Regions from separate parts of the Mus musculus genome. Here regions 2, 3 and 4 are each linked to region 1. The links are chromatin contacts, called in public HiChIP or PLAC-seq and promoter capture Hi-C maps. All regions are on one chromosome and are shown on one strand. Each heading gives the region's core, a stretch centred on a gene start, on an enhancer-like site or on the middle of the called end of the contact. The rest is flanking DNA. Distances are from core to core; before and after follow the strand shown.

Region 1 (6,273 bases), core at 2,437-4,936:
AGCTCACAGTGTCTGTAGATCTATACTACCAGTCATGTAGACACATTGAAACCCAGAACAGCGTGTTCATTTCCTACTTCTGCAATAAGAAGCCACACACAATCTTAGAGCCACACAAGCAGATACTTTGCAAGCTAGGGCAATTGATTAAACAAAGGATACCTTACCCCTTGATAAATGAACGCACTGTCTTGTTCTATTTCGTTTTTGTAACAAAATGTTGGAGGCAGGGTACTTTATACAGAAAACAGGTCTTTTCAGCTCACAATTCTGATGGCCGGAGGTTATGAACAGTATGGGACACTGGCATACTGGTGGAGGCACCTGGCTGACAAAATGCAGCAGCAGCAGCAAAAAGTAGAGAGGGAACTGGCTGTGTGCCTGTGTCCAGAAAGTGCGAAGACATGAAGTAGTCTTGTGTTTGTTTTTGTTTTGTTTGTTTTCGAGACAGAGTTTCTTTGTATAGTCCTGGCTGTCTTGGAACTCACTTTGTAGACCAGGCTGGCCTGGAACTCAGAAATCCACCTGCCTCTGCCTCCCAAGTGCTGGGATTAAAGGCATGCACCACCACCACCCGGCTGTAGTCTTGTTTTATAATAGCCTGCTTCCAGCCTGGTTTTGGGTTCTATCTGTAGAGCAGCAAAAGGAGAAAAAAAGGCAAAGAAGAAAAAAAAAAACCTCAAAATAACCGAGTCAGAGAAGAGAGATCTGACAAGAGAGCGTTCAGGACGGTGGAGCCCTGTGGGGTTCTCTACAAGAACAGAATGAATATGCATTCAAATGGGACTCATTGGGCTGTTCTGGAGGCAGGGACAGGAAGATCTCTGTAGGTTCCAGACTAGTCTAGTCTACATAGCGCACTGGAGGAAGGACAGCCAGGAATACATAGAGAAACCCTGTCCAAGAAAGAAAACGAAACAAAATTAGATTGGCTTATGACTTGGTTTGATGATGGCTGTATCACTCCAGAGAGACAGAATCTAGCAGCTGCTCAGTCCACGAGGCTGCCATATCTCAGTAGTCCCAGTTTGGCACTGAAGGCCTGGAAGATTCTGGAAGAGCTGCTAGTCTTCGGTCTGTACGGGAAACTTGAAAAGGTTGGTTCGACCTAACTAAGGCTGGTTCGACCTAACTATCAGCAAAGTCAACAGCAGGGGCAGAGGTGGAGATAGATATGCCCACAAGAGTGAAGATCAAGGGGCAAAACCAAAAAGCTTGCCTCCCTCCCTCCCTCCTCAGTCATTTAACTGCTACAAGACCGTGCTGCTGGTGTGTGTATGTGTATGTGTGTGTGTGTGTGTGTGTGTGTGTGTGTGTGTGTGTAGTGGGAGGGAGAATGCATGTATATGCATGCTAAGACAAGACAATCTCTTCTAAAATACAGATTCATTCTGTTGGTTCAATTCCCTAGAGAAGCCCTGAAACATCAGGTTTCAGTACCAGAAGTTCTGGAGAAACAGAATCCTGAAGATGAATTTCTCTAGTGGGTGCTGTGGTATCTAGAGCTCTTTCTCCAACTCAAGGAACCTTCCCTGCAGAACATGGAGAGGGCGAGGCTATGCAAAGTAAATCCTTTGATATTCCTGATAGACCTCCTCAGAGCAAAGACTTCCTAGGAAGGCAAAGACAATATTGATGCTGGTGTCTCTGGATAAAATACAGAGGAAAACAATGAGCTCACTGATAAAAGTAGCCAACTCAAGATGCACAGAAACAATCAGAAAGTGAGTCCTGGAAGAAAAAATCTCTCCAGCTGCCACAGAGCCCAAGTTGCTGAAAAACAGACCCAAGCAGAGGATGTATATGGCCTTTCCTCTCCACTGCACCCCCCGCCCCAATGGAGCCAGGAGTGACTTTCCTTGAAGGAGACAATCAGGCAGATGTCTCTATGTTTTGTTCACCACTGCCTCTAGACCTGTAACAAGGGCCTAGATGTGAGAAAGTGAGGTCCTCAGGGAGGTGGAGGACACCAAGAAAGAACTTAAGAGATTTGCTAATTTCATTCAAGCAGCGGTCTGAGCATAGGTAATGGTGGACAGAACATGAACCTGGATCAGGCTGAGTTTATCAGTATGGGCCCTCTATGCAGAGATTCTAGGTTTAATATCGAAGCTCAGTATTAAAAGGTGCCAAGAGTTGATTTGATTGGTTGGCCCAGAGATGATAGCCTACTGAGGAGGAACTGGAGGAGCTTGGTATCTTTTGACTAAGTGTTGAGAAAAGGATTCTAAGGCTCAAATAAATTGAAGTGTTGGAAGTGGCTTTGTTGTTTAAAACCTAGTCCTCTACGGGTGTGGAGGCTTAATCTCAGCACTCAGGAGGTGGAACTCTGCGAGCCCAAGGCCAGCCTAGTCTACAAAGCCAGTCTTCCAGGAAAGCCAGGGTAGTTATACAGAGAAACCCTGTCTTAAAAACAAACAAATAAAACCAAAGAACTCTAGTCCTCCACAAGGCAGAGCTCTGAAGACATACTCTTCTTAATACCATCAAAGGTTTGTTTTTCTAGTTAGACCCCAAGAATAGCAGGGGCCAAAGGGACAGCACTAGTCACCAAAGGCAAGGTACAAGGAAAGGACTGTTTTCTTTTGTTTTTTTAAGATTTATTTTAAGCTGGCGATGGTGGCGCATGCCTTTAGACGAGGCCAGCCTGGTCTACAGAGTGAGTTCCAGGACAGCCAGGGCTATACAGAGAAACCCTGTCTCGAGAAACCAAAAAAAAAAAAAAAAAAGATTTTATTTTATATAGATATAGAACTACACTGTGGCTGTCTTCAGACACACCAGAAGAGGGCATCAGATCCCATTACAGATGGTTGTGAGCCACCATGTGGTTGCTGGGAATTAAACTCAGGACCTCTGGAAGAGCAATCAGTGCTCTTAACCTCTAAGCCTTCTCTCCAGCCTCCACATTTATAAACTTTTATAAAGGAGCTTTTATAAAGGAAAAGATTGGGGCTGACTTACAGTTTCAAGAGTTTAGTCCATATGGCAGGAAGCATGGTGGCCGGCGTTTGGCAGATGTGGTACTAGAGGAGCTGAGGGGAGAGTTCTACAACCTTATCAAAGTTTGAGCACTTGCTGGGCGTGGTGGCGCACACCTTTAATCCCAGCACTTGAGAGGCAGAGGCAGGTGGATTTCTGAGTTCGAGGCCAGCCTGGTCTACAGAGTGAGTTCCAGGACAGCCAGGGCTACACAGAGAAACCCTGTCTCGAAAAAAACAAAACAAAACAAAACAAAAACAAAAACAAAAACAAACAAACAAACAAAAAAAAGCATTTGAGACCTCAAAACTTGCCCCTACAGCAACATCTTCACCCAAGATGCCACACCTATATTGGGTGGTGGTTTGTGCACTGTGTATTCAGATGCTGATTGCTGTGCACAGAGCTCCCCGGGCAGTCCAGAGATGAGCATTGTCATGCTATTTGGAGCATCTCCAGTCTCAGGAATGTGTAAAGATTCTTTTCCACAGCTCGTATTGATTAATAAAGAGGTGATTTTGCTTATAGCTGGGCAGGACATCCCATCCCAGTCTGGGGGTCCCAAGCCAAAAGAGGGGGGAAGGAAGAGAAAGGAGAGAGGAAGAAGAGAAAGAGGGACAAGTTGAACTCACCTTGAGGTGCAATGAGAGAGCAGCCATGAGGACACAGGGAATAGAGCAAGGTGGGGAAAGCCTCCGATGTGGGTAAAGGGCCATGTGGCTGGGAAGTAGGCAGCCTCAGAGGATTAGAATAGAGGAGAATCTGCCCAGCAGAGTGCCTACAGCTTGTTAATAAATTTATTACGTTCCTGTGTCATTTATTCAGGAGCTAAAATGGGCTAGAGCACGTGCACTAAAACCCCATCCTTACTCCAGAGCAAAAGTGGGGAAGACAAGCCCCCAGAATTACTATGCTACACACCTACTCTAACAAAACCACACCTCTTAGTAGTGCCACTCCCTATGGGCACATGGGGGCCATTTTTATTCAAATTGCCACAGAGATGAACCCCAGAGCCTAGACTCCCTAGTCCCCCCCAAATTTAACAAACTTCAAGTAGTATGGTATACCACATTATCATGAAACAAAACCCCACAACATTACAGTCCCCACATCTTGATAAAAAACACAGAATGATTAAAGCAACTTAAAATTTTGGGATATATACTCATAAGGAGCTAAGAGTACCCCAGTTCTAGGATACTGTCTATCTTAGTTGGAATTACTATTACTCTGATGAAACACCATGACCAAAAGCAACTTTGGGAGGAAAGGGTTTGACTTACACTTCCACATCACTGCTCATCATTGAAGGAAGTCAGGACAGGAACTCAAACTGGGCAAGAGCTGATGTAGAAGCCATGGAGAGGTGCTGCTTACTAGCTTGCTCCTTACTGCTTACTGTTGCTCAGACTGCTTTCTTATAAACCCAGGACCAGTAGCCGAAGAATGTCCCCACTAACAGTGAGCCCTCCCTCATTAATCATTAATTAATTTCTTAATTAAGAAAATGTCCTATCGCCGGTGGTGGTGGTGGTGGCGCACGCCTTTGATCCCAGCACTTGGGAGGCAGAGGCAGGCGGATTTCTGAGTTCAAGGCCAGCCTGGTCTACAAAGTGAGTTCCAGGACAGCCAGGGCTACACAGAGAAACCCTGTCTCAAAAAACCAAAAAAAAAAAAAAAAAGAAAGAAAGAAAGAAAAGAAAAAAGAAAATGCCCTATCAATTTACTTACACTCTGATCTTCTAGAGGCATTTTCTCAAATCTGTAACTTCAACCCTTATTTTTTTAAAGACATATTTATTTATTATATATACAATGTTCTGTATGCATGTATGCTTGCACACTAGAAGAGGGTAATAGATCTCACTATAAATGGTCGTGAGCCACCATGTGATTGCTGGGAATTGAACTCAAGTCAGTGTTCTTAACTGCTGAGCCATCTCTCCAGCCCTCAACCCTTATTTTTAATGATGGTTCTCAGACACTTTAACCTCCCTTGTAGTCCACCACCAACCAGAGGTAATGGGAAAGAAAGGATATGGGGAAAGTGGACCTGTTTAGAAATGGCTCTTTGGAGCAACTTCCATCTGTGTTGTCGGAAAATCAGTAGTTCAGTTCCCAGGTTAGCAGCAGCAGCAGCAGCGTGATCCACTCGCAAACACTTCACAGATACACCAGCAGTCCAGTACGGTAGAGTCGGTACAGCAAACAGGAATCAGCAGCGGGTGGCACTAGCTAGCAGAGCCAGCCAGGCCTCAGCCTCGGCACAAGTCAGCAAGAGGGATCTGGAGGAACGCTGGGAGTTCTTAGCTGTACCTCTCTCAGAGAAGTGAAGAGCAGCAAAGACAAGAAAGAGATCAACAAGTGGTGCGCAGCTAGCTCTATAAGCAAACCTAGCTCAGCCTCTTTCACGGGCTGTGGAGTCCTTTTTATACTGCCTCCAAACAACACGTGTCCTCCAAGGGTCTTGCCTCAGCACCTGAGTCCATCTCTGTCTCAGCTGACATCACTCTGCCAATGAACCCGAGTTCGAGGAAGCAGCTAGAAGCCAAAGCACACCACCAGAAGTGTTTTCCAAAGCACACCACCAGAAGTGTTTTTGGTGCATTTCTCTCTATGGAGCCCTGACTAATGGAGCTCAACTCCACAAAGTAAGGTGGACCAATACATGCATGTCCTTAGCGAAGAATCCTTCATCACGTGCCCCTTCACGTGATTGCTTTAGCAGAATATCCTTTCACCTGTGTCTGCTTCAGCGAAACATTCCTCCATGAGTCTGCCTTAGCCTTTCACCTGTGTCCATCTCAGGAAAACACTCCTTCCTGTGTTTGCCTAGCAAAACGCCATCCAACACAACTGACTCTCTAAAGAACCCTTACGTTTTCACTTCATACATCCTTTCTGTTTAAGAATTGTCCTTTTCACTGGATAGTGGTGGCGTATGCCTTTAATCCCAGCACTTGGGAGGCAGAGGCAGGTGGATTTCTGAGTTCAAGGCCAGCCTGGTCTACAAAGTGAGTTCCAGGACAGCCAGGGCTACACAGAGAAACCTTGTCTCAAGAAAAAAAAATTGTCCTTTTCTTTTTCTTAAGATTTATTTGTTTATTATATATAAGTACACTGTAGCTGTCTTCAGACACACCAGAAGAGGGCGTCAGATCTCATTACAGATGGTTGTGAGCCACCATGCGGATGCTGAGATTTGAACTCAGGACCTTTGGAAAAGCATTGAGTTCTCTTAACCACTGAGCCATCTCTCCAGCCCAAGAATTGTCCTTTTCTTATAAA
Region 2 (6,273 bases), core at 1,689-4,188, 190 kb before region 1:
CCAGCACCCAGGTGGCAGAGGCAGGCGGATCTCTGAGTTCAAGGCCAGCCTGGTCTATATAGTAAATTCAGGACAACCAGGGCTACAGAATGAAACCCAGGGGCTCACACCTACCTAATGCACCAGGCACAACATGGTACACAGATATGCAAGGCAAAACACCCATGCACATAAAATAATTAAACAAGTAATCTCAAAAACAAAAAAAACTTAATTAGAAAGACAGCTCAGTGGTTAAGATCACTTGCTGCCCATTCAGACAATCAGGGTGCAGTGCCCAGCACCACATGGCAGCTCACAACTGTCTGTAATTCTGATTCCAGGATATCAGGTGCTTTCTTCTGCCCTCCATATTTACCAAGCACACATGAAATGCATTTACATACATGTATGGAGGCAAGACAGTCATACACATAAAATGAACATAAATAAAATCTTTTTTTTTAAACTGAAGCAGGCCAGGTGTGGTGACACAGGCCTTTGACCCTAGTACATAAGCGACAGTCCAGCCTAGGCTACATAGTAAGACCCCGTCTTAAGCAAAACAAAAACAAACCAAACTCCAAAGCGGGTGGGCTGTATGTCAGTGATGGGGCTTGCCCGGGGAAGGATCCAGAGATGAAGTAGAAGGAAAAGACTCCCTGCCAAGCCCAATGGCCAACCAGTTTAATCCTTGTAACCCATACAGTAGAAGGAGAACTGACTCCCCAGCATTGTTGTCGGCACTTGCACACGTATACAAAATAAATAACTGTAAAAGAAAATTTTTAGACAAATTAGTTCTTTTAAAATTGAGGGGTTTTCCCCTTTTTATATTATTTATTTATTTTATGTACATGAGTACACTGTAGCTCTCTTCAGACACATCAGAAGAATCAGACCCCATTACAGGTGGTTGTGAGCCACCATGTCGTTGCTGAGAATTGAACTCAGGACCTCTGGAAGAGCAGTCAGTGCTCTTAACCGCTGAGCCACCTCTCCAGCCCAACAAATTAGTTCCTGAATGCCTATGGCCCTCCTGTTCAGTCCTTGCCTGGTCACAGTGAGGAGCTACACAGCAATGAGAATGAAGTACTACTTGTAGTTAACCTTTGACACGTGTGGGTTTTTTTAAATATATATATACATTTCCCTTTATGTTAGAGTTTGCAGGAAAAATCAAACTAATACAGCCCAAAAGCTGCTGCCTGCCAAGACAACTAGAAGCTGGCTTGATGAGTTTGTTTGCAGATGTCATCTATGGGGACTGAACAGACCGACCTAGAGTGAGAATCTATAACACCTCCATCATGACAAAGAAATGGTGAAGAAGTCCTCAGAACTGCAGGAAGGATTTGTTGAGACTGTGAGCACATTCCTCTTCTCCAAACCTCTCCTGGAATGTCCTAGAAGGCCCAGGAATTCCCCCAAAGCACTGGTTCTTCCTATGGTCAAACGTCAGCAACCTCCACCAAACATGATGGAGGAAAGCGTGAATGTTGTCACTATGACGGAAGTTCAGCTTTAGTCCCAGTTAACAAATATTGGCAATAAATCAAAACAGGAAAAACCCTACATATGCACGTTGCTTACTTTTTTATATGACAGTTCACAGACATCTGAAATACTGCTCATATTTCTCACCACTTTGAATGATAGTTGATTTTATAAATTAATCCTATAATTAGACATCTCATCTATTACCGCATCCCAATTGGGTGATTGGCTGGGCAGGTATTTGTAAGACATCCTCCCATATAGGCTACACCGCCCTTAAAACTCAAAATCCTCCTGTGTCAGTTCCCTGAGTGCTGAGATTACAGGCCTGTGCCACCAAACCTAGCTACTGTCTTCCAGTTTTATTCAAATGTAAGGTGATAACTGTATTTCAGCATAGTCTGCTTTCCTCATCATTCAGACGTGTTTGTGTGCATATGCAGGTGTGCCTTCAAAGACGTCCTGTGATGGGCTGAGGATGCGGATGCGGTAGGTAGGTCCTTGCCTCGTATGCATAAGGCCCTGGGTTCCAATTTCACTAGCACACACACAAAGCCTGATAGTTGGATGTAGTACTACCACCACCTATAGTCCTAGCTACTTGGGTGCCTAAAATGAAAACCCTCAAGCCTAGAACTGCAAGGCCAATGTGGACAGTATAGCTAGGCCCTTTTCAAAAACAAAACAAAGCAAAACAAAAGGTGAAGCCAAATGTAGTAGTACTATAATCCCAGATTTCCAAAGGATTTCTCAAACAATTTTTGCTCTAGTTTTGCTTTATTTTGTTGAGAAAGGGTCTCATGTAGCCAAGGCTGGCCTCAAACTCACTGTATACCCAAGAATGACATTGAAATACAGATCCAAGCTGAGCGTGGTGGCGCACGCCTTTAATCCCAGTACTCGGCAGGCAGATTTCTGAGTTTGAGGCCAGCCTGGTCTACAAAGTGAGTTCCAGGACAGCCAGGGCTACACAGAGAAACCCTGTCTCAAAAAACAAAAAAACAAAACAAAAAAAAAACAAAAAAAAAAAAACAAAGAAACAGAGATTCTCCCTCCCATCCGTACCTCCCAAGTCCACATTAAAGGCATGTTTCGCGATGCCTGATTTTACCAGACCAAAGTTTTTTAGGTTGACAGTCTTTTCTTCACGCTTAGCTAACATGTACAAGTCCTTGAATTGTATGCCCAGCACTACCAGTATAAGCGGGTGTGGGAGGGAGACTTGTTTTCTAGTCTCCCTAGAGCCCGACAGGCAGCAGCTGACATGCACGCCCTAAGCTACAGGGTGCCGTCTTCTGTGGCCTAATCCAATGTCTTTACAAACCCTCGTATTCCTGTGCGCCTGCACTTTGGTCTCTGACCACGCCTCTCTCTGTGATGCCCGGAATGTCTGCACCCCACTCTGTCTAGAGGTGTTCACACTACAATGGTTTAATCCAAGATGATGATTTTCATTCCAATCAATGTGACCACAGGAATGTCCACAGCCCAGGCTATCTGACCTCAGGAATGCATGTCTGGAGGGTCCACAGGAAGGGCATTCAATCACAGATGCTTCTACGCCCACACCCATTGCCACAGCAACTCCGCAGTGCCCGGGAAAGAGCTCCACAAGTGTCCCTGTTCTGGGCTTTGACTCTTAGGAGTTGTATCGGTGGGGCAAGTGATCCAGGCAAAGGAAGGGGAAACCTTGTGCTTGCCCTATTCCATGAGCAGCACGCAGAGATGAGGGATGGAGCTGGAACAGTCAACCTGAGGACCAGTGGTGCGACATGAGATCAGAGAGGGCCTATAGGAGGAGCAAGAAATGCCTGAATGGAACCCAATAGCACAAAAAAAAAAAAAGCTCAAGAATTGAGAATCTGGAGAGATGGCTCCACTTTAAGAGCATTTGTTGGGGCTGGTGAGATGGCTCAGTGGGTAAGAGCACCCGACTGCTCTTCTGAAGGTCAGGAGTTCAAATCCCAGCAACCACATGGTGGCTCACAACCATCCGTAAGGAGATCTGACTCCCTCTTCTGGAGTGTCTGAGGACAGCTACAGTGTACTTACATATAATAAATAAATAAATCTTAAAAAAAATAAAATAAAAAAAATAAAAATTTAAAAAAAAAAAAAAAAAAGAGCATTTGTTGTTCTTGCAGAAGACCTGGGTTCAATTTCCAACACTCTCAAGGTATCTGAAAAACACCCATAACTCCAGCTCCAGGTCTGATGCTTTCTTCTGACCTCCTTGAGCACCAGATATTACATGTAGTATATAAAACAGACAGAAAAAACACACACATATAAGTGAAATACATCTTTAAAGACTGGGTAGATTGGATTACTTAGAATTAAAGGGCTTCTGTGCTCCAGCAGAGTGAACAGACATTCTGTATACAGTGGGAGACAATTTTTGCCAGCTATATACTTCACATAGAGTTAATACCTGGGTGGTGGCAGGGCTCACTGTTAAGCCTAGCTCTTGGGAGCCTGCAGATCTCTGTGATTTGGAGACTAGCCTGGTCTACAGAGCAAGTTTCAGGACAGCCAATGCTACACAGAGAAATCCTGTCTCAATAAAATAAAACAAGCAAACTGAAAGATTATTGGCCATTTGTATTTCCTTTGTTTGGTTTCTTGAGACAGAGTCTCTGTGCAGACCTGGCTGTCCTGGAATTCAATCTATGGACCAGGCTGGTCTCGAACTCACAGAGCTCCACCTGCATGTCTCCCAAGTGCTGGGATTAAAGGTGTGCACCCTCCATATTCGGGCTGCTCTGTATTCATAATAGCAAGAAAATGGTAGTATATTTATACAATAGATTTTTATTCAGCTGTAAAGAGAGATAATTTTTTAAGATTTATTTATTTTTATGTATATGAGTACACTGTAGCTGTACAGATGATTGTGAACCATCTTGTGGTTGCTGGGAATTGAACTGAGGACCTCTGCTCGCTCCAGCCCAAAGATTTATTATATGTAAGTACACTGTAGCTGTCTTCAGACACACCAGAAGAGGGCATCAGATCTCAGTACGGGTGGTTGTGAGCCAGCATGTGGTTGCTGGGATTTGAACTCAGAACCTTCCAAAGAGCAGTCAGTGCTCTTAATCGCTGAGCCATCTCGCCAGCCCCCAGAGATGAAATTTGCAAGAGATATGGTGGCACTGGAAAACACTAAGGCAAGTAAGACAAATATGCCGCCTCCTTTGCACTCCTGTGTGGATCCTAGCTTGCATTAGGTGTGTGTCTCTAAGCCAGAGTAAATGTGGGCAAAGGCTGTGGAAGTGGAAAGGTGTCCATGAGAAGGGGAAAGCTTTGAAAGGCAGAGAGTGGGGAAAGTAACACAGAAGATGGGGAGAGAGGACAGGGAGTGCTTGTGGTGAAAGGGCACAGCGAGGAGGAGGCAGCAATATGCAGACAAGGATGGAAATTAGCCAAAACTAAATGTGAGTGAAAATACCACATTTTAGAAGGAGGTGGGATAGCTGCAGCCCCTTGTAGGCCATAGAAAGGACTGACACTTAGCCACTGGGGCAGGGCTTTGTGCACACAGTGCAGGCATGAATCATTTGGTTGTAACAGACTCCTCTGGCTGTGTGGTGCTGATTACCCAACTTGTTTTTTATTGTGAAAACTCAGAACTGGTCTGGTTGTGGTAGCACACACCTGTAGTTCTAGCCAGTCCGGAAGCAAAAACAGATGCCATCAGCATGTGTTACACAGTGAGATGCTATCTGGAAAAAATATATATCAGCAAGAAAACATACACACGAACACAAAAAACAAACACCAAGAGGTCTGGGGATGTTGCCCAGTTTGTAGGGTGTTGTCTAAAATGCATAAAACTTAAGATTCAGTCTCTAGCACGGCATAAACTTAGCATGGTGGCACATACCTCTGTAACCCCCACACTTGGGGGTGGATGCAAGATCAGAAGTCTGTGGCCAGCCTGGACTACATGTGATACTGTCTTTAATATATAGAACATTCGAGATTCTTGAAACTATAACATTTTTATTTACACAGAATAAAGACTTCTTGGATGCTGCAGAAGTGGTTTAGTAATTAAAAACACATGCTGCTGCTGCTGCTGCTGCTCTGGAAGGCCTGAGTTCAATTCCCAGCACTTACATTGAGCTTCTCGAAACTGTCTGGAAGTCCAGCTCCAGGAGATCCAAACCTCTCCACCTTTTTGAAGGATTTTTTTTTTTTGTCAGAGATTTTTTTTTTAAGATTTATTTATTTATTATATGTAAGTACACTGTAGCTGTCTTCAGACACTCCAGAAGAGGGAGTCAGATCTCGTTATGGATGGTTGTGAGCCACCATGTGGTTGCTGGGATTTGAACTCCGGACCTTTGGAAGAGCAGTCGGGTGCTCTTACCCACTGAGCCATCTCACCAGCCCCCTGAAGGATTTTTTTTTAAATGTGTTTTTATGATCCTGTGTGCATGAGGGTATGCACGTCACATAAATGCAAGAAGAGGGCACCTGATCTCCTGGAACTAGAGTTACAGGTGGTCTTGAGCTGCCTTATAGGGGTACTGGGACCCAAACCTAGGTCCTCTGCAAGAGCAGTAAGTACTTGTAACTGCTGACACATCTGCCTTAACCTCCACCACACATACACACACTCTTCCAGCTTCCAAAGACACTGCTCATACCTGACATAGAATCACACACATAAATACAAAGAAAATGACTCTTGCTGGGTGTGGCAGAGATAAGTGGATCCCTGTAACATAAAGGTTACAAGACCTGGCTACATAATAATCTCTAAGCTTTTTTTCTCCCTCTCCATTGTTTTTT
Region 3 (6,273 bases), core at 1,394-3,893, 150 kb after region 1:
ACCTCCACCACTGTTAGAGGCATAGTAAGCATGCCTCATGCTTGCTACCAAATCCAATGAGCCTTCTATCTTCAAGGGGTGGGGCTCAAAGGAAAGGTATTATATTACTCTCTCCTTCAACTTAAAGGTTCTTTCTGCCAGGCAGTGGTGACGTACGCCTTTAATCCCAGCACTTGGGAGGTAGAGGCTGGCAGATTTCTGAGTTTGAGGCCGGCAGCCTGGTCTACAGGGTGAGTTCCAGGACAACCAGGGCTATACAGAGAAACCCTGTCTCAAAAAATCCAAAAAAAAAAAAAAAAAAAAAAAAAAGAAAAAGAAAAAGAAAAAAAAAAGGTTCTTTCTGCCCAACTCCTGTCATTTTCCTGTATAGAGGATTTTTTGAGGGGGGGTGGGGGAGACAGGGTTTTTCTGTGTAGCCCTGGTTGTCCCAAAATTCACTCTGTAGACCAGATCTGGCCTCAACTCACAGATCTGACTGCCTTTACCTCCCAAGGGCTGGGATTAAAGGTGTGTGGCACCACCATCCATATAGAATTTTATCCCAAAGACTGTCTTGTGGTAAAATCTACGGTGTATACACATTGAAAATTTGATGCTAACCCTTTTCTTTTTATTCTAATTCTAAGGATGGAACTGTGGGCACCCCACACACACATACACACCCACCCACTTGCTTAAATCAACTGTTCTACCACTGAGCTAAATACTTCTAGCCCCTAAGACTGTTTCTGACAGTACAGTATTTCCAGAGTTCTAGCTGGATAGTTGAAGAACAGAATCCCTCAAACCCTAAATCCAGAAGCCAGGCCCAACACACAGTAGGTGAACAATCAACAGAATGTTCAGTATGCTCAGAGCAGTACTCCTATGTCAGCAAGACCGCAGATTCCCACACCACTGGAGGAAGGCCCAACTCACAACAGGGGCATTGCGGAAGCCCTTGATAGCCTGGAAGACTCCACCACCAATGACACCCATGGTGAAAGCTCCACCGCAATCATCCACAATTCGCCATGGGCTGCAAGCAGGAAGGAAAAGATTGGGTTAATGTGAGACCCTGCCCTGCTTGGAGAACCAAACAGGGAAGCTCAGGACTGATGCAGAACACCTTAGATGACAACAAATTAGTTCTGACACTTTTTATATTCCCCAGAAAGCCAGAAAGGAAAACCAGATGTGTTTCTGCACACCTGTGATCAACACTTGGAAGGCTGAGACAGGAGGATCACAAGTTGGCAGTCCAACTTGGGCTCTAAATGGAGACCCTGTCCCACAAAGAAAGTTTGTGCCTTTTAATACCAGCACTCTGAGGTCAGAGGTCAGCCTAGTCTAGTCAGTTCGAGGCCAGCCAGGGTTCTATAGTGAGATACTGTCTCAAAACAAACAAACCCCAAAAGAAAAGGTTTGTAAATCTATCTGTGGTACAAAAGTGAGAAAACAATTTGGGATGGGGGAGGTGTCTCACCACATAGCCTTGCAACGATGGGTTTACTACTGGCAGAGCAGTGCTCTTGATTACAAGCAAGCGTCAATACAACTGTTTTTGTCATTATCAAAAATCAAATGGCTTTGGAATCTAGGTCCCCTGTCCCCCACAATCTGTCTCTTGCTTAAATCAACTACTCTACCACTGAGCCCCTATGACTGTTTCTGACAATACAGTATTCTCAGAGAGTTCTACGTGAAACTAGATTTGAAGAACAGAGTCCCTCAAATCCTAGAACCAGGAGCCAAAAACAAAATGGTTTTTGTTACTATCAAAAATCAGTAAGAGTTGTCATGTGCCTGGCAGGGGTGGTTCACGCCTTTAATCCCAGAACTTGGGGGGCAGAGGCAGGAGGATTTCTTAGTTCAAGACTACAGAGTGAGTTCCAGGACAGCCAGGGCTACACCACAGAGTAACCGTGTCTGGGAGGGGGGGGGGGGAGTTGTCGTGTCAGGCTTCAATAGTGTTAACTAGCAAACGTTATTTAAGTAAAATATAAACAGGGTGACTGACACTCGGTTCGACACAAAAAGCACGTCCAGAGAAACCCTTGTGTCCTTTTAAAACCTAAATCGGACAAATCAAAAGACCGTGCGGAAAAGCCAGGTGCCATCTGGCTTAGCCCACAGTGAGTTCACACATGCCCTATCCTATGTCAAAAGCCAGCCTGAGAAAAGCGACACGAAGAAACCCTGTGGATATTGGCTCCACGCCTCTCCTCCCTCACCGCCGGAATGGATCTGCCCAGCGTTTCTCTTTTGGCTCACAAAGGGGGTCTAGGAGAAGAGCCAGGGCAACAGTGCGATAGTTTGTCCCACACCGCACATACTGGGACACTCCACGGTGGCGGTTTTTTGACGAAGTCCGAGTGGGAGGGGCCATGCCGGATGCGCAGAGGCAGTGAAGTTTCCGAGCCTCCCGGGTCAGGGACTTGACACTGCAGCCCCTGCCTTCCCCGCCCGCCTCCCGTTGTCCGCCTGAGCGTCGCGCGGACTGTCCCGAAGCCTGTGCCCATCGCCGTACCAAGGTTCGCGAGCGTACTCCTCCATGGCGCCAGAGTCCGGCCTGGCGCAGTCGGTGGCGCGGGCGAGACACTCCCCCCGTCCCCCTCCCGCTCCGAAACGCCCACAAGCTCTGAGGCGCTGTACGTAGACCAAGGGAACAATTGGTTCTTCTCTGCTTACGTAAGGCCAACGGCGCGCTCTTATTGGCTAGCCAGAAGGGCCACATCCGTTCCATGTAAGCGTCGGATGCGACCAGTTAATTGCACCTGGGGAGAGTCGAGGAGCCTGTTGTGCTTTAAACCAAGAGCCCTTCGGTGTTGGTAAGCACTGTGCCAATGAGGGAGAGGAGGGTAAGGAGATAGACTTTGACTAATCGCACAGTTGTACTGGTAAGGCTGGGGTGTAAGCTTTCTTTTAAAGCTGGAGATGGCGTTGGCATTGTATCTCCCCCATCCTAGCGCCTTGGTTCCGCCCACCGTGCGGACTTTGAGGAACGTTGGGTGATCCCATTTCTGGGTTGCGGGTGTGTGGCACTTGGTCCCTTGGGTGATGGGTGGAGCCTTGGTCTAGAGAGGAACTGGGTCTTTGGTCCATCCGGTCTCCAGTGCCTGGGTCCGGAGAGTTCTGCTGATCCTAATTCTGGCCATATTGCTACATATCTCTTTTATCTTTTAGCACGCATTTTTGTTCTCTTCCAGCTACTGTTGCAGTTACGTAGGTGTGTGTGTGTGTGTGTGTGTGTGTGTGTGTGTGTGTGTGTGTGTGTGTGTGTGAACACACGCGTGGTTACTGGCTATCCAGATTGAAATGTTAATCAGATCTGCCCTTCAGTACTGTCTTGTCTGTTTCTAGGTCTGGTCAGCTACCCACTATGCCGCTTCCTGTTGCGCTGCAGACCCGCTTGGCGAAGAGGGGCATCCTCAAACATCTGGAGCCGGGTGAGAAAACTAAAAGCAGATGCATCTATCATGTGCCAGTGTTAATAGACGTTCTGCTGTTTATTCTATTCTTTATTCCCCCTTTTCTCCGCCCCCTCCCGCCCCTGTCGAACCTAGGTGTTTGCTAAGTAAGTGCTCTGCCATCTTCTGCCGTCCTAGTGTGCATCTTCCCCCGCCCCCTTGTACTGCTGGGGTTAGACCAGAGCTCTTGGATGCGCTCTATTGAAGTATATCTCCTTGACTGGCACCTTGGTTTTGATACTTGGTATCTTGCATGGCCTGGCAGGCATCTCGTTGTCAATATAATTTTTTCTGATATTCATTACTTCTTCGTGGTTGGTGGGTGCTGTGTGAAGTGTAAGGCTGGAGGGATAGCTTTAATTTAAGTCATGAATCAAGTGGACACGGTGGCAGGTACAAATATCTCAGGTACTAAGGAGGCTGAGCTACAAACATGGCTTGAGTCCAGGAGGTCAAGGCCAGACATGGCAATTTGGCAAGACCCAGTCTTCAAAAAATAAAAAACAAATAGACATAAGTATGGTGGCATTCATCTGTAGTCCCCAGCATGGCTGGGGCAGGTAAAAGGGATCACAGGAGACAGCCTGGTTTACATACTGAATTCTAGGCCAGATATACATGTGTCTGTGTGTGTATGTACACATGTATATATGTGTATATATATGTGTGTGTATCAGAAAATAAGTAAAATAAACCCATGACTGCATGGTATTTAACTAATTAATGTTTGAGACATGGTCTCATTCTGTACTTCTGGCAGGCCTGGGACCCATTCTGTATATCAGGCTGGCTTTGCATTCATCAAGATCTGCCTGTCTCCGCTTTCCTAATGCTAGGATTAAGGGTCCAAAAAGGCATCTGATCTATCCTGCAGTCTCCTATGTGCCAAATACAGTGACAGGATGCTGATGCTCTATGTTTACCTCAGCAGAGGTACTTGGGTGATGGGCACCATAACCATTAACATTTATTTAAGGCTGCCTAAGTGCCTGGCACGTATGATATGCTAACAGTCAAAAAAGATGATCTGGGGGCTGGAGAGATGGCTCAGCAGTTAAGAGCACTGACTGCTCTTCTGAAGGTCCTGAGTTCAAATCTCAGCAATCACATGGTGGCTCACAACCATCTGTAATGAGATCTGATGTCCTCTTCTGGAGTGTCTGAAGACAGCTACAGTGTACTTACATATAATAAATAAATAAATAAATCTTTAAAAAAAAGATGATCTCTTAATAAGATTTACTGTATTACTAGGTGCTAATTATACATTATTGCCAATAGTAATAAAGTGGGGCATGAGTTTTGACCTATATGGTGTGCTAGGCACTGGAAAAGTACATCATATTATTGTATGGACAACTGACATCTATTACAAGACTACTTTGTGCCAGACATAGACTTTGTGCCTAACAGTACTAATAATGACCACTGATATTTGTTTTCTTGGGGGTGTTAGGATATGAATCCAGGGCTTCAGGCAAACCCCATATCATTAGTGTTTCTTTTAAATCTTTTTGAGTACTGAGCCCACTGCTGATAGTGTTTATTAGCAATATGGACAATCATACCTGACATCTCTTTTGGTGTCACTATGATGTTGTAGGCACATGCATTTTATTGTTAATTATACCCAGAGCTTAAATCTGTTATGTGCTTACTGATGGCCAGGCACTGGGCTGATAAGAGACACCATCTTTATTCTACTATCACTAGATGTCTGCTGCAAGCTTGCTGTATATCCGCCCCTAGGAATAGAGTCAAAGCAATGTTTACATCAATTCCTTGTTATCCAATATTCATGAGCCAGAAACCCATTGAAGTTCAGGATATGGATAGATTAGCCATTATTTTAGGCAACCCCCCTACTGTTCCAAGCCATTTCATTGAAATACGTTGGGATAATACAATGCCACATGGTATCTGAACTCAGGAATTGATTGGATATCAAATTTTTGAAGATTATCAACGCTGAGCATGTACTTCTGTCTTCCCTGCATGGTGGTGTAGATGTGAGTGGTCAGTCATGTCTCCATGCCTGAGAATAGGAGGAGAACCCCCACACACACACCATCACTATCGGGTAATTCAACTGCTTTTCTCCTTCCCCATTCTTCCAGAGCCAGAGGAAGAGATTATTGCTGAAGACTACGATGATGATCCTGTTGACTATGAGGCCACCCGGATAGAGGGTCTGCCACCGAGCTGGTACAAGGTGTTTGACCCTTCTTGGTGAGCCTACCAACATGGTGGGATGGACTTCATGGACAACATGGTGGCCTTGCCCTTCCTGTGTTCTCTCTTACTGTGGGTCGAGAGGGACGAGATGTGCATGTGGGACCATGAAGCAGATCTGGACGCAGGTTGAGGTGACAGGTGGTATAAGGGACATCTGAGCTGACACTCCCTCCCTCTCACTGCCCACAGCGGACTCCCTTACTATTGGAATGTGGAGACAGACCTTGTGTCGTGGCTCTCACCACATGATCCTAACTTTGTCGTTACCAAATCCGCCAAGAAAGTCAGGAACAATAATGCAGGTGAGTTGGCAGATGCAGGGATGCTTTAGTGATTCTTGCAGTCTCGGAGAGAGGCTGAAGAGAGACCATATGTGTAAGAGAGAGGCTTCAGGATTTGTGTGTTACCATAGATGCTGAGGACAAGTCGGACCGGAATCTTGAAAAGGTGGACAGAAATCATGAGAAGTCAGATCGTAGTCATGAGAAGCCAGACAGGAGCCACGAGAAGGCAGACCGAAACCACGAGAAGAATGACAGAGAACGAGAGCGCAACTACGACAAAGTGGATAGAGAGAGAGATCGGGACA
Region 4 (6,273 bases), core at 2,003-4,502, 130 kb after region 1:
CTGGGGCGAGGGGTTCTCCAGGCGTTTGACGCGTAGCAGAGCCCCCAGTACGTTCTCAGGGGGCACCTCGGGACCCAAATCCTGGTCCACAGATCGGCGGAGGCGGCGCGGGGCAGGAGCAGCCTCTGGCTCCGAACTTCCGGTGAGGATCCGCCCTAGCAAGTACCTGCAAGGATTGCGGAATGCGGTCAGGATGTATTTGCCATCGCTGTGGTTCAGAACCCGGACAAGGCAATTTTCTAATTCCGTATGGCTTGTAACCCTCACTCGAGCCTGCGGAACTCACCACTACTTTCCGAGGAAGTCAGAGGTCCCGGCCTTCCATTCCAGAAACTGCCCACCACCAGGACCACTTCCTGCAGAAACCGATCCACCACCACTCCGGGGAGCCCTTACTCCTGCATTGTCCCACCAGTCAGGGGTCCCTGGGCTTCCGTCCCCTTGTACTCAGGACCCGCGACCTCACTTCTCAGGCTCCAGCGCAGCACTTTAGTAGTGATTTTACCCCCAGTGCATGAAGCCCTCTGCCCTTGCCCTCCCTCCCCCTTGGTCCCCGCACCTCAGCAGCTCAGGGTCCACGTCAGGAGTCTCGTCGCCGGCATCCTCGACGTCTGGGCCAGTGGGGCCATCATCATACACTGGGGGCCGGGGTCGCGGCGCAGCGGCAGGGGCGGGGACAAGTTGGGCTGCCAGGGCGGCCGGGTCTAGGCGAGCTCGGAGCAGAGCACGGGCGAGCTGTGCAGCTGGAGCGTCCGGGTCATCGTCGGGGGCCAAGGGCGGGTCCGAGGCACGCGGAGAGCCCCAGGCGCGCAGCAGCTGCGCCAGGACACGCGCCTGCTGATCCTCAGCCTCCTGCGCCTCAGCACGCGCGCGTTCCTGTCTCTCGGCCTCCAGCAGGTGCGCCAGCGCCCGCGCCAGCTCCTGCACCGCACCCGCCGCCTCTCCTCGGGGCACGGCCCGACGCAAGCGGAGGGGAGTGCTCGTCTCAACCAAGGGCGCGGATGCTGCGCTCAGACTGCGGGGCTCCTGTGAGAAGATGGGGTGAAGGAAAAAAATATCGTCATTGTCTGGCCAGAGATGCACAACTAGGGGTGGGGCTCCATGGATTTTCAATGACCACCTCATTCACTGGGCCCCTCCAAAATTCCTATCGTGTCTAAGGTCCCGGGAAACCCCTAAATATCTCCAAGGGCACTTCAGACCACTAGAACACCTCTAGGATTCACACAATCTCAAAACTTGTCCTGAATCCTCTGGATGCTATGCTGTTACCGTTAGTTTCTTTTCTCTTCTTCGTTTTTTTTGGGGGGGGGGTTGGGGCAGGTGCCAGGTTTGGAATAACACTATAACATTTCTCTGTTGGAAATTAAACTTGCAAAAATAAGCCAGGTGTGGGAGAGTTCACGCCTTTAATTCCCAGCCTACGCAGGCAGATCCCTGAGTTTCAGGCCAGCCTCCTCTACAAAGGGAGCTCCAGGGCAGCCTGGACTACAGAGAGAAATCCTACCTCAAGAAACAAAACAAAATTTTGCAAAAATCATTTTGAAAGAGAAATTGCCTGTGTCTCAAGAGAAGAATGGGTTGGGTGTTACAGTCAGCCTGCAGGATGTAAATTCTTGAAACATCACAGCAGCATTTTTATAACAGCATAAAAGTAGGGGGTGGGGTGAAGGAAAGAACAGCACGGAAATAAACAATGACTTAGTAGGATACTCATGATACACACATGGAAGATGATAATGCGCACCAATAAATTAACTATAACTGTACACTTCAATATAAATGAATCTCACACACACACACAAAGGCAAATTCTAGAATCCCACTGCAGATGACCTAAGTCTATCAAAGCCAAGGACTTCTTAGTGACCCCTAGTGACCATCAGGAAGCAGATGCCTAGCTTGATTGCATTTCTCGGATGTTCCAGAAGCAGGAGGAATGAAACAATGGGTCGTTTAAAGATGAGCTGCAAAGCAAAGAACGGACTCAATGGGTGGAAAATAGAAGGTAATGCCTATGGGGGGCGCGAGGCTATCAAATGGTTTTAAAAATTCTCCTCTGATCTCTCAACAGCTTTGAAGAGGTAGAGGAGCAAGCTGCTCCACGTGCCCTTGATCAGCACCCACCACTCTCAGCGCCGGGGAAATCACCCACCAGCAATCCCTACACACACACACACACACACACACAGCCCTTAAAATGTCACACATTTTAACCCAACACTGCCATATCCACTGCGAGAAGTGGTCTTTTTTTCGTGCCTGTGTGTACATTCCTGTTGGCGAAATGATCTTCAGTTACTCTACCTGAGCCAACCAAGGACATGCATCGTCTTTAAAAACACAATGCAGAGACATCATGGCTTCTTTCCCTGCAATGACACAGCTCCACAAAGAAGAAGAAGAAAAAAAAGGAAACTGTCTCGTGGATGCACGTAGAAGAACCCAAGTACTCAGTTTACCCAAGCCACCATGAAATATGTACCCCAAGGTACAAGGACCACTCCTTCTAAAATAAAAACAAATGAACACAGAAACACACAAGTACACAGAAAGATACGCCCATATACTACGTCACCACCCATAAGAATTCACAAATATACACACTGTACCACTAAGAAAGCAACCAGGCCCGCAAAAAGTCAACCAGAAGCATCCCTAGTATTGTAGGGCATTCAGGGGCAGTCAAACCAAAGGTCACACTGAAAAGAAACAATGCCTATACACTTCGGTCATCACATCACAGGCTTAGATATCTTTTCTGAATACACCCTAGTGCCACGGACAGCTCCACGGGCCACCCGTGGATCGAGATTAAACCAGGCCCCAGATGCTGAGGGATGGGCAGGGCGCCCTGAACAACATCATCCTCACATCCTGAAACTGCCCCTGGCCTGCGCGGGGCTGTCAGCTGCAGGCCAGGTCACCCTAGCCAAGCCCTATGCGCATACCTGTGAAAATACCTCATTAACACTTTCCCCCATCTTCCTCCCCACCCCACCCCCACCCCCTGCTGACTGAGGTCGCACCTTCACGGGCCTCGCTGACAGGGTGGGGGGCAGCCTCAGAAGGCCCAAGAGCAGCAGCACCAAAATGCCGACGCCCCCGGCCCGCGGCCCGCAGAGCAGCGGCGACCCCGCCATGCTGCCCCAACGAGCCGGGCTCCGGACGGGCGGACTGGCTGTCAAGTGCGCAGCGATGGGTATTAGGCACAGCAGCAGCGCTCTGCGGCTGCGCACATCCAGGAGCCTGCCCCCTCCCCGCGTCCCCGTCCCCCCCACTCCCGCCCCACTGTCTCCTACTGTACGCAGGCGCAGAATTAGGGCTCTGGCCTTCTCTTCATCCTGCGCATCGCCATGGAGATGTCCAAGGGGCAAAGTGGAGAACAGAAGTCTGCACTGGCGGTTGCCATGGCAGTATAAGGGCAGTTGCTAGGGCAATAGACCTTGCTGTTGAATTACCAGACAGACAAGGGAAATTGACTCAGTGGGCTGAAATCAGGCTCTGGTCTCTGTCCTTGGGGAGACAACAGACTATACTCTTGTTTGATGGATAAACAATTACTGGCTGCATGCTGTGGACCACGATGTTCACAGAGAAATGAACCCAGATGACATGGCCACTGGCAGCTCAGTTCATATTGCTATGGATTAGCCTCATGCCAGAATAAAGCTATTACTAACAACTGCAACCTCAGAATGACACTTAAAGATCTACAGGCGTGATATTAAGTAGGAGCTTACTAAATGCTCCCTTCATTTCATTTCTCTCACTGTGCTCTCGTTTCCACAGGTATTCTGTGGCAATTGTGCACCCCTACTCACACACAACAAATATGTAAATGTTTTTTAAATGATACAACAAAAGGTTGAAAGAGCCAGGCCTAGTGGCACAGGCTTGCCATCCCCAACCACTTGGGAGGCTAAAGAAGAAGGTTCTCCACTTCAAGGCCTGTCTGGACTACATCTAGTTCAACAGTCTAGGGATGTAGTTCATCTGGTACAGTTTTTGCCTAGCATATACAAAGCCCTAGGTTTGATTCTGGGCACCCCATAAACTGGGTGTGGCAGTGCAGCCCTCATCTATGATGTAGCCTTCTTTTTTCCTTTGAACAGTTCTCTACATAGCCCCGTGGCTGTCCAAGAACTTACTATGTAATCTAGGCTAGCCTTGAATTGACAGAGATGTGCAGATCTGCCTCCTGAGGGCTGGGATTAAAGTCATAAAATGCTGTGCCCCACACAAAGCAGGCTCTAGACCAGCAAAAACACACAAATAGTTTAAGGCCAGCCTGTACAATGTAATGAGATCCTATCGCAAAATCAAAAGTGAAAAGGGGGATTTGAGTGGGTAGCTCCATCAAAGGGGTCTTGCCCAGCACGAATCCCCAGTGGGGCAAGAGGGAAGGGGGCTGGAGAGAGAAGCCCAAGCTCTGCGGTAAAGCATAAACACGAGTTCCATGCCACCACCATAGGAAGAGACAAAACGTCCCCAACCCAGGAATGGTTGGCACATTCCTGTAACCTTCCTTGGTACCAGGAGGCAGAGGCAGGAGGGTCATAAGTTTAAGGTCAGTTTGGGCCACACAGGGCGTTCAAGGATATCTAGCAGCTAGATAATGTCTCAATCAGGAGAGGTAGAGCGGGATAGAGATTATTCGTAGAGCACGTTCATGCTTGGAGTTCACCAAGAAAAATAGAAATAAAACAAATAAATAAACCATCAGCTGGGCGTGCTATCACTGGCCTTTAATCCCAGCACTCAGAAGGCAGAAGCAGGCAGATCTCTGCTGAGTTCCTGGTCAACCTGGTCTACATAGAAAGTTCCAAAGCTGGGCTGGAGAGATGGCACAGTGGGTAAGAGCACGGTCGTGAGTTCAATTTCCAGCAACCGCATGGTGGCTCACAACCACCCGTAATGAGATCTGATGCCCTCTACTGGTGCATCTGGAGACAGCTACAGTGTACTCACATATAAACAAACAAATAAATAAATGTATGTTAAAAGAAAGAAAGAAAGAAAGAAAGAAAGAAAGAAAGAAAGAAAGAAAGAAAGAAAGAAAGAAAGAAAGAAAGAAAGTTCGTTCCAAAGCAATCTGGGCTGCAAAGAGAAACCATGTTCTTAAAGAACAGCCAAACAACAACCACAAGAACCCAAAACACTGGAATGATCCATCAAAGACTGGGAATGTAGCTCACTAGTGAAGCATTTCTATAGCTGGATTTGAACATCAGCACCAAACCCAGAGGATTCTGATAAAATCAGTGTGTGTATCCCAAAGGGGGAAACCCTGGAGAGGGCAATGCTGACAGTGCGTCGTTCTGGATACAGAACCAGTGGTTGCTATATCTTCCTTTACTGGAAAATAAAGTTATGATTAGAACACGCTGCTGCAAAAATCTATATATTTTCATTGAGAATTAAAACTAAAAAAAATAAAGTGAAATTAAAACAACATATGATGACATGGCATAGATTAAATGTGAAGGAGAGCCAGGCATAGTGGCATACCCCTTTTATCCCAGCACTCAGGAGGTAGAAGCAGGAAGTTCTGTTAATTCAAGGCCAGCCTGGTCTACGTAGAGAGTTTCAGGTCAGCCAGTGCTACGCAGAGAGACCCTGTCTCAAAAACTAAAAACTAAAAACAAGTAAAATAAATAATAAAAGTGAAGCAAAGAGCCAGTCCACTGGTGCACTCCTGTAATTCCAGCACTTGGGGAGCTGAGGCTGGCGGATAGTGAGTTCCAGCACAGCCTAGAATGTATACAAGACCCTATCTAAAAGAAAAAAATGGGCAAAAGAAAGATGCACCTCTGTGGTCTAAGGCATAGATAGCTGATCTGTTGATTTGTCTGTATGTTCCCAGGATCACAGATGACAACACAATGCAAATCCTTTCCTGGCTACTTTTATGAAAGTCTGGCTTGGTCATACACAGCTGTAATACCAGCCCTTGGAAGGCCAAGGCAGAAGGACTGGTGCTGTTGCAAGTCTATGGCTAGTTAGATTTACATAAGAGCAAGGCCAGCCAGAACTGCATAGGAGACTCTGCCTCAAATCACATACAAAAAAAAAAGTGTATTTCTTTATGGACCTGAGGATTAAACACCAATATAACAGACACACACTTGAGATGGCTTCCATTTCCCCCACCTCTTGGTGTCCATGTCTTTTACTTATATAATCTAGTCCCATCGAGTGTATATGTGACTACAAGTAGCAGGTTATATGTAACAAACGTATATATTAACGATAAGATGAAATAACCCTTTG

What was found. Promoter capture Hi-C pulls out the DNA fragments that hold promoters and counts their contacts. HiChIP or PLAC-seq counts read pairs in DNA pulled down with a chosen protein or histone mark.
Region 2: an H3K27ac HiChIP or PLAC-seq map of embryonic stem cells shows a contact between it and region 1, with 3 times the contacts expected there. The contact joins two enhancer-like sites. A contact is called at or near these places in 2 of 39 promoter capture datasets (the HPC-7 cell line and pre-B cells), 1 of 115 datasets of contacts at active chromatin or transcription factors (embryonic stem cells) and 1 of 9 other capture datasets (liver).
Region 3: a promoter capture Hi-C map of embryonic stem cells shows a contact between it and region 1. The contact joins the promoter of Timm17b here to the enhancer-like site in region 1. A contact is called at or near these places in 10 of 39 promoter capture datasets (the C10 cell line, the HPC-7 cell line, cranial neural crest and 7 more), 3 of 484 Hi-C or Micro-C datasets (bone marrow-derived macrophages, embryonic fibroblasts and nephron progenitors), 14 of 115 datasets of contacts at active chromatin or transcription factors (the SCID.adh cell line, T-cell acute lymphoblastic leukemia, embryonic stem cells and 6 more) and 4 of 9 other capture datasets (adipose tissue, liver, macrophages and 1 more).
Region 4: a contact with region 1 is called in an H3K4me3 HiChIP or PLAC-seq map of embryonic stem cells, with 5 times the contacts expected there. The contact joins the promoter of Pcsk1n here to the enhancer-like site in region 1. A contact is called at or near these places in 5 of 39 promoter capture datasets (the HPC-7 cell line, frontonasal cranial neural crest, hematopoietic stem and progenitor cells and 2 more), 2 of 484 Hi-C or Micro-C datasets (bone marrow-derived macrophages and embryonic fibroblasts), 11 of 115 datasets of contacts at active chromatin or transcription factors (effector CD8 T cells, embryonic forebrain, embryonic stem cells and 3 more) and 4 of 9 other capture datasets (adipose tissue, liver, macrophages and 1 more).

What each region holds. Positions count from the first base shown.
Region 1 is chrX:8,048,349-8,054,621 of GRCm38.p6, reverse strand. No RefSeq gene overlaps it. Among named protein-coding and RNA genes, the nearest start is that of Suv39h1, 23 kb to the left of the region's middle. Within about 2 kb of position 3,686, at least 8 of the 459 cell types and tissues checked have an H3K27ac peak or open chromatin away from gene starts, as enhancers often do. A contact at or near this core is called in embryonic stem cells, where this site is marked.
Region 2 is chrX:8,235,701-8,241,973 of GRCm38.p6, reverse strand. It overlaps Ftsj1 (FtsJ RNA methyltransferase homolog 1 (E. coli)), which reads left to right. Exons shown (of 13, transcript NM_001290430.1): 13 at 1,144-3,306. Among named protein-coding and RNA genes, the nearest start is that of Ftsj1, 14 kb to the left of the region's middle. Within about 2 kb of position 2,938, at least 53 of the 459 cell types and tissues checked have an H3K27ac peak or open chromatin away from gene starts, as enhancers often do. A contact at or near this core is called in embryonic stem cells, where this site is marked.
Region 3 is chrX:7,895,706-7,901,978 of GRCm38.p6, reverse strand. Timm17b (translocase of inner mitochondrial membrane 17b) reads right to left here and starts at 2,643. Exons shown (of 6, transcript NM_011591.5): 1 at 2,510-2,643; 2 at 919-1,018. The coding sequence starts at 2,535. Pqbp1 (polyglutamine binding protein 1) reads left to right here and starts at 2,979. Exons shown (of 7, transcript NM_019478.4): 1 at 2,979-3,208; 2 at 3,343-3,428; 3 at 5,567-5,678; 4 at 5,874-5,986; 5 at 6,097-6,273. The coding sequence starts at 3,362.
Region 4 is chrX:7,916,801-7,923,073 of GRCm38.p6, reverse strand. It overlaps Pcsk1n (proprotein convertase subtilisin/kexin type 1 inhibitor), which reads right to left and starts at 3,252. Exons shown (of 3, transcript NM_013892.3): 1 at 3,030-3,252; 2 at 560-1,026; 3 at 1-166. The coding sequence starts at 3,143.